3 separate regions of the Gossypium hirsutum genome follow, and all the other regions are linked to region 2. Evidence: chromatin contacts called from public Hi-C data. All regions are on one chromosome and are shown on one strand. Each heading gives the region's core, a stretch centred on a gene start, on an enhancer-like site or on the middle of the called end of the contact. The rest is flanking DNA. Distances are from core to core; before and after follow the strand shown. Region 1 has its middle 17 kb from the start of LOC121214640. Region 2 holds the start of LOC107910259 (aspartyl protease AED3). Region 3 holds the start of LOC107910219 (ubiquitin carboxyl-terminal hydrolase 17).

What was found. Hi-C and Micro-C count contacts between places; a contact is called where the count stands out from the background.
Region 1: a contact with region 2 is called in a Hi-C map of leaf, with 2.2 times the contacts expected there. The contact joins the enhancer-like site here to the promoter of LOC107910259 in region 2. A contact is called at or near these places in 6 of 34 Hi-C or Micro-C datasets (hypocotyl, leaf and seedling).
Region 3: a Hi-C map of leaf shows a contact between it and region 2, with 2.7 times the contacts expected there. The contact joins the promoter of LOC107910219 here to the promoter of LOC107910259 in region 2. A contact is called at or near these places in 17 of 34 Hi-C or Micro-C datasets (anther, callus, cotyledon and 4 more).

Annotation. Positions count from the first base shown.
Region 1 is chrD02:15,396,064-15,398,771 of Gossypium_hirsutum_v2.1, reverse strand. No RefSeq gene overlaps it. Among protein-coding and RNA genes, the nearest start is that of LOC121214640, 17 kb to the right of the region's middle. Within about 2 kb of position 1,456, at least 7 of the 9 cell types and tissues checked have an H3K27ac peak or open chromatin away from gene starts, as enhancers often do. A contact at or near this core is called in hypocotyl and leaf, where this site is marked.
Region 2 is chrD02:15,557,112-15,559,881 of Gossypium_hirsutum_v2.1, reverse strand. It overlaps LOC107910259 (aspartyl protease AED3), which reads left to right and starts at 1,466. Exons shown (of 1, transcript XM_016838050.2): 1 at 1,466-2,770. The coding sequence starts at 1,603.
Region 3 is chrD02:15,756,180-15,758,879 of Gossypium_hirsutum_v2.1, reverse strand. LOC107910219 (ubiquitin carboxyl-terminal hydrolase 17) reads right to left here and starts at 1,404. Exons shown (of 11, transcript XM_016838002.2): 1 at 707-1,404. The coding sequence starts at 987.

The DNA of each region.
Region 1 (2,708 bases), core at 207-2,706, 160 kb after region 2:
AAACGAGGTTCAACTATGGTGCCATTTGCATCCACTGAAAAATACCAAAATATCACATTGTTTTACATAATATATATATTATGTGTAGTATATTTTCAAATAAATAACTTATTATAAAATTTTGTGTTTATATATAAAATATATATTTATATATTTACCAAAATCATCATAATTATATATAATATGGATAGATATACAACAATAAATATATTATGTTATGGGCCAAAATGAAAGTCAAAAATCGGTCAACAACGGTCATTGTTTGAAATTCTGTTAATTTCATATTCTTTTTAATTTAGTTGTAAACGTTGGGTTTTGAACCCTTTTAATAATACGGTATATTTCGGGGGGAAGGTTATCAAGGGTAGACGGACCTATTAATGAAACGGGGAGTTTTGGGGATATTATGACAACTGTGAGAATCTGTTCTCTCCCCTTTTTAACCACCTATCACACATAGGAGGTGGTTATGAAAAGATTTGGCTTTTTCTCATATTCTCTCTTTCTCTTCTCTCTCGTGCTCTATCCTCTCTTCCTACTCTTTTTCTATTAAATTCTCTTTCTGAATTTTTCGACGGTAGCAAGGGTATCAAAGCTGCAGTGATTCTGATGGTCGGTGACAAAATTACGACGAGGTTGCAAAAGGACATGGGGTTGATACAATATGAGCTTTCTCAATTGCAAATCAACCTAGAAAAGGTTGATGCTCGAATAGACTCTCGTCTCAAGAAGTTTCTTTTTTTTTTTTTTTGAACTAATCGTCTCAAGAAGTTTCATAAGGAGATAAAAGGGGACATTTGGGCTGAGCTTCAAAATGTTTTTGAGCAGTACATAGGGCATGTGCCAACAACTGCTCATGGTTCATCTACAGACAAAGGTAAAGGGATACTTGGTGATACACCTCAAAAATTTCCTCCAAATGAATACCTATCGTTATCTGCTATGGTTGAATATGGCCATATGGGCCTCCTTTCGAGGGTTAGTACGTTGGACTCAGCGGGAAGAAACTTCAAGTTTGAGTGCCCACGTTTTGATGGTGGGGATTTCAGAGGATGGTGGTCTAAGCTAGAACAGTTTTTCGAGGCAACGGGTGTTTAGGAACTGGATAGGGTAAGAACAGTTATGCTCAATTTGGAAGGAAAAGCCTTGGACTAGCATCATTTCTTTTGCCAAGACAAGGGGGCTGCATCAGCTATCTTGGGAAACTTATGCCAGGTACCTACAAGAAAGGTTTGGCTCCACCAACTTCATTGACCCCATGATTGAACTGGTGACTTTGAGTCCGTAGGGAACAGTGGATCATTTTCATGACCAATTTGTGAGTATCCTCAACCAGTTATAGTTACCGGAAACCTATGCCTTAGGTATATTTATAAGCAACCTTAAGGTAGAAATAGGGCAGTACCTCAGGTTGTTTAAACCTCAAACACTAGTGGAAGGGTATTTACTGGCCAAGCAAGTGGAAGGGATTGTGTTGAACACTCCTAAGAAGACTCTTTCGGGTGGGGGAAGTGGAGGGTACTCTAAACCTCTATTTCCTAACTCGAAGATAACTATGGCAAACAATCACTCTTCAGCTTCTGAAGGACCCTTAACAGTCCCTGGTGGGAAAAAGGCTCCTACCAAGTCCTTCTCTCGAGCAGAAATGGAAGACAGGGGAAGAAAAAGCTTATGCTTCTGGTGCGCTTCAAAGTATACACCAGGGCATAAAAGTGTGAAATCTCAATTTTACCAACACATGGTAGAGCCTCAACATAACATACTGTAATATGGTAAGGCAACACCAGTGGAGGAATTTCAGGATTTTTCTAAACACTTTAAGAATCCAAACCAAGAGGCTGAAGCTACAACACCAGTCCTATCCCTGCATGCTTTACAAGGCTCTCAGGGTCATAACACCATGAGATTGGCAACCAAAATTGAACAAATGGAAGTAATTATCTTAATAGATTTTGGGAGTACACATAACTTTGTGGACTCCAGGTTGGTTAGAAGACTCAACTTACCAGTTGAATAGTCTATCAGATGAAGATCATGATAGCTAATGGAGGAAGTCTGAGCACTAGGGGTGTATGTAGGGCTGTGGAATGGCAAGCACAATGGCATAAGTTCATGCTGATTTTATGGTCCTGTCAGTAATAGGGAGTGATGTAGTGATGGGAATACAATGGCTTCTATCTTTAGGGTTCATTGTATGGAATTTTGAATCCCTTACCATGCAGTTCGAATATAAGGGAAAGAATTGTTTACTCCAAGGAATTAACCTGGTGGTTTGCAACTCCTTTTCGGCTACCAATTATCAAAATGTCTACATATGGTGGAGCATAGTCCTCATCCAATGGTCCTCACTACTGACCAATTGACTAAAATACATGTAGCCCCTACACTGATTCAGGAAGATCTATAGAAAATACTCTAAGAGTAGACTAAAGTTTTCCATGTACCAGAAGGCCTACCCCCTATCAAATTTCAAGACCATAAAATACCTCTTTAGGATGAGTCCAAGGTAGTTAACGTTAGGCCTTATACATACCCCTCCATCCATAAGACAGAAATTGAAAAGCTTGTCCAATAAATGTTAGAAGCTAGAATTATCAAAGAAAGTAGAAGTCCCTTCTCCTCACCTATTGTGATGGTGAAAAAGAAGAATGAAAGTTGCAGACTATGTGTGGATTAAGGCAACTTAATCAACTTACTATCAAAGATAG
Region 2 (2,770 bases), core at 217-2,716:
ATGACAAAGGGTTAAACGAAAGATAAAGAGAAATTATTTTGTGAGGATAGGTGGGAAAGCTTCTTGCTCTTTGTTGGCTAATAATTAAGGATAACAAGATAACAAGAATCAGTAATGCTCTAAATAGGACAATCCCGTGACCTTGCTGGTGGGGACTGAGGAGCCCTTCCAATTGAGGAATTAAGTGGAAAACCTACTGTTTTTCAAACTCAGTCACTCAACTGACTTCAGAAAATTAACATTTTTTTTTATTTTTTTAGTAGATAATAATAGATTAAGAACATTATCAATAAATATTGCACGCAATAGTAAAATATATCATATTCTTAATAGGTTTAAATTTTAAAAATATTATTATTAAGAAGGATAACCTTGAAAATTGAAAGAATTAATTTATATGAATTATAAAAAAATATAAAAAATACATTGATTTCATAAATTTTTTTTTCAAAACAAGATTTGCTTTTATTTAAAAAAATAAAATATCAAAATAGAAAGCACCTACATAATTAAAAAAATGCAAATCTTGTAGTACTGCTAATGAATTGAATTTAAATATACAGAAAAAGAAATTGGTTGACACAGTAAGTTTAGTTTATATTTAAAATAATAAATGTAGATCTAAAATAATATTAAGTACGGAATATATAGATGAGATGCAGGCAGGCAGAAGAGCTAAATGGAATCTACAAGAATACATGAGATGAGCTGAGATGAGATTGAAATTGCGATAATCTTAGATAGAGATGATGATGGTGGGGCCACCGTTGAGTCGGAAAAAGGAAAGCCTAAATTGAGCCCGTGACCGACCGCATCTCATTATCTCATGCAAAAATTTGTCAATATATAGGTTGGGACAAAACACCCGCATGAGGCATTCACGAGCTCAACTACTCATCTCTTTTTTATTCTTTTTATACCCCTCCATTTACTCCCTCAATTTCATTTCTATCACTCACCCAGTCTTAGTTTTTATAACTTCATTAATATGGGATCATGTTTATATTATACATTAAGGATAAAGCAAATAATCTAAAATTTGGTAAAACTATTGCGAGAAATAATACTTGTTATTGACTCAATTTGGTAGGATTGAGATTATGGTGAATAAGAAGGGTGAATGTTTGAAGGTGGACAAAACATGGGTAATGCTTGCATTACATTTTCTTCTTTCTCTATGCTCTCTTTATAAGTAAAATTATTTTGAAAGTCAAGTTACATTTTACTCATTTTACTAAAATAAATAAATTAATTCTTATTCAATAATTCGAAGTGCAAACTATCCCTTTGTTAAAACTACTATTGAAGTCAAGTTACATTTCACTCTTTTTTCTCTCTTTTATTCTGTTGGCATTGCTTTCAAATCTTTGTCGTTTTGCCTCAGTTTCCCGTTTCTTCAACTTGGGAGACCTTTTTAAACAATTATCATATATCATTGCCCATAGTGACATAATTTTTGCGGCCTATTTTCAGCATTATGATTGGCCCATTTTGGATCAACCTAATGATACTCGTACAATGACCAATGTATAAAAAAATCTTAATCTAAATGCCTGAAATAATTAGAAAGGTTATTTCAGTAATTCGAAGCGCACTATTTGCATGTATAAAAATCCTCTTGCCTTCTCAATTCTGAGGCACAGAAACTCAATCCTTCGAAGTCGTAGCTTTGGAAGCATGGACTTCATAGCTACTATCCTGTTTCTAGCTCTTGTCATCTCCTCCACCAAAGCTTTGGACCCTTGCGGCCCTCAGCCAGATGACTCGGACCTTTTGGTCATCCCAATCTATGGCAAATGTTCACCATTCAACCCACCCAAACCTGACTCATCGTTCAACACAGTCATGAACATGGCATCAAAAGACCCAGCAAGGGTCAAGTACTTGTCGAGCCTTGTAGCCCAAAAGACCACTGCGGTTCCCATTGCTTCAGGCCAACAAGTCCTAAACATTGGCAACTATATCGTCCGGGTAAAGATTGGCACTCCGGGTCAGCTCATGTTCATGGTATTGGACACTAGCAATGATGTGGCTTGGGTCCCATGCTCCGGCTGCAACGGGTGCTCAGCCACCACTTTCTCACCCAACACTTCTTCCACCTATGGTTCGTTAGATTGCGGTTTGCCCCAATGCGCCCAGGTCCGTGGGCTGTCGTGCCCGGCTACGGGGTCTGCGGCTTGCTCTTTTAACCAATCCTACGGTGGAGATTCATCATTTTCGGCCAACTTGGTTCGAGATTCCTTAGGATTAGCCAATGACATTGTCCCAGATTTTGCTTTCGGATGTATAAACGTCATCTCTGGTGGATCAGTACCACCGCAAGGACTGTTGGGTTTGGGTCGGGGACCCATGTCACTTATTTCACAATCCGGGGCCCTCTACTCTGGTGTTTTCTCATATTGTCTACCCAGTTTCAAGTCCTACTACTTTTCGGGTTCTCTCAAACTCGGGCCAGTTGGACAACCCAAGAACATTCGAACCACCCCACTCCTAAAAAGCCCACACCGACCTTCACTTTACTATGTTAACCTAACCGGAATAAGTGTAGGCCGGGTTCAAGTCCCCATTGCCCCGGAATACCTAGCGTTTAACCCCAACACCGGGGCAGGGACCATAATAGATTCGGGTACGGTTGTAACCCGATTCGTCCAGCCCATTTACAAGGCAATCCGAGATGAGTTTGTGAAGCATGTGAAAGGTCCATTTACTGCCATTGGAGTATTTGACACATGCTTTGATGCTACAGCAGAAGCTGAGGCACCTTTAATAA
Region 3 (2,700 bases), core at 155-2,654, 200 kb before region 2:
AAATCAGTAAAAGAAATCCTTAGAATTACAACAAAGTGATTGGGGGAAAGCTAAAAATATTTTCTCTATTCATTAGGTGGATTTTCTTTTTGTTACTTTTCCATCAAATGAACCACATTTTTAATGATTCGCAAATGTAGTTAGTGAACATACACAACCTCAACTCTTACATTAAAAAGAACTCCTAAACTGCAGACAAAAAAGGCACAAAGGAAAAGGTCATTTTCAAGAGGAATTGTTTTTCTAATATCCTGTCTCTGTAACATAGAGATAGGAGGCTCAAACATGTAATTTACAAACCAAAACATTTTCAGAAAATCAGCATAAACATCCACCAAAAAATTGCAGCATTTAAGACCAACTCCAAACTTCCCATCAATGATAGATTGTGGATGTTGGGTTTAAAATTAATTTTCACAAAGTCTTCTAAATTGCTTCGTTGCTCACTACATAAACACTTACACGACTACCGTACATTCACACATGTTAAAGCGTATTTCAACTAGACCCACACTCGCCCTGCGCTAATTGAAACACTTATCTAATCAAATATTTTTTCGATTACATACTCTTTAAGACAGTATTGTCAGATAAAAGAATCAGTTTTATCTCAAATACATTTGAAACAAAATCGCCTAAACAAAAAAAAATCTCAATAATTATAAATAAATTAGAACAATAACACGAAATTAACAAGCTAACGTACCAATATCGAACCCCTTTACAGCGAGCGCACCGCGTGGTAGTAGGACAATAACAAACAGCACACTGTTGATAGTTCCACGAAATAGAAACCGTACCGTATTCAATAGTCGCTTCAAGCTCGACTCTAGCCGCCTCCTCAGAGGCCAAAATCAAGAGCCTCTTTATCTCCGCTTGCCTTGCTACAGATAACTGCCATTTCCGCCTTACGAAAAAGCCGATCAAAGGAAGGAGGGAAAGCACGAGCACCAGGCTCGAAAACCCTAAATCCCAAATAAAAAGCATTTATCCTGCAGCCAATACCAATAGGCATCCAAAGTAGTCGGCAAATCCTACTCTCCAAATCTCAGCACTATACATAGATTCCAACGACGTACCCGTCTTGATCGCTTTCGCGATGGAACAAACTCCGGCCGTCGAACATGCAACCGTAGCCGTTGGTGTGGACTGAAACAAGACGGTTGAACTGCACCGTGATCTCGAAAAATAGAATAATGTTATAATTTTATAAAAAAATAAAAATAAAAAAAAAACAAATCTAGAAGGGAGTGGCAGTGGGAGAAGAATGTCGATATTGCTTGGGTTAGCAAAAAGGTGAAAGTTTAAGCTTCTTGTTGAGCTCGGAGGATTTTCAGACAATAAATTTTTTCCCTTTTTTAGATCGAGATTTTTACAGGGAGAAAGGGAAATAAAAGGAAAATAATATTAAAAAGGGACATTAACTTAGGTGTGTTTGATTGGCGGAAAATATTTTTCATTTGGAAAATAAACTCCAAAACAAGGGAAAATGGGTTACATTTTAGGAAAAATGTCTTACCCTTTCAATTTTCGTAAGACATTTTTCGTGCTCTTCTCTTTATCGTCTCCTTCATTCCTTCTTTCATTTCCGGTAGAAAACTGCTTCTATTTATCGATTTTTCAGTAACTTGTTTTTTTAATTATTCAATACTTGTTTTTTTAACACAATTACAAATAATTTATTTGATATTAGTTTTTTTCAATTTATAACGATTAATATGTAGCTTAATAATTGATTATTATTATAAATAAATCATTGTAATATATGTAAAAATAATTTAAAATATAAAAATTTATTAATATAAATTAATATATGTAAAAACAACTTTCTGAAAAATATTTTCAAAAAATCTGTCAAGCAGCAGAAAATATTTTACACAGATTCAATTAAACACCAAAAAATATTTTCCAGTAGATTATTTTACAGAAAAATAAAATATTTTCCAGAAATCATTTTACGAAAAATATTTTACTCTCAATCAGACCTTAAATATTAAAATATGTTATTAAAAAAGGAAAAATTGATGGTCGAGGGGGAAAAGGAATTTTGTCTTCAGGTATCGAGAAGCGTGAATTCTTTGGCCATCAAATATTCGAACCAGGGTGGGGGCCACGGGTTGAACCGGCTAACTTCCGGTCTTTTTCATTATTTATTAGCGGGGGTTGTTTTTGATTTGGTGATGGATACTGCGTTTGGACGGTCACAGTAATACGAGGAACCGGACGGTGGAGATTTGTTTTTGATTTGGTGGAGGCCGGAATCTGATGATGATGGTTCACGTACCATAATAATTATTCCATTTCCAGTCTTTGAGTTTTCCCTCCGCTGGAAATAAACCATTCCACAAGCAATTGCTTTATTTAAACTATTATTATTTTATTTAAATATAATTATAAATTTATTTAATGAATATGCCCGAATTAACCTTGGGATTTGAATTTCTTCGACAAGAAAATGTTTCCCTTGTCTACCATCACATCATTAATTCATGATCAATTTTCTTTGTTTACATTAATTGAATAGCAAATAAAATGGTGAAAAGTTAATTTATTTGATTCTTTAATCTTAGAAAAAATATTTTTTTTATTTTTTTAAATAAAATTTCAGATTGGACTTTATTTAAATAAACTACATTACTACACATATGGTCCTAAAAAGAAAAGAGAAAGAGCCCAGTTATTAGACTTGGCCCAACAAAA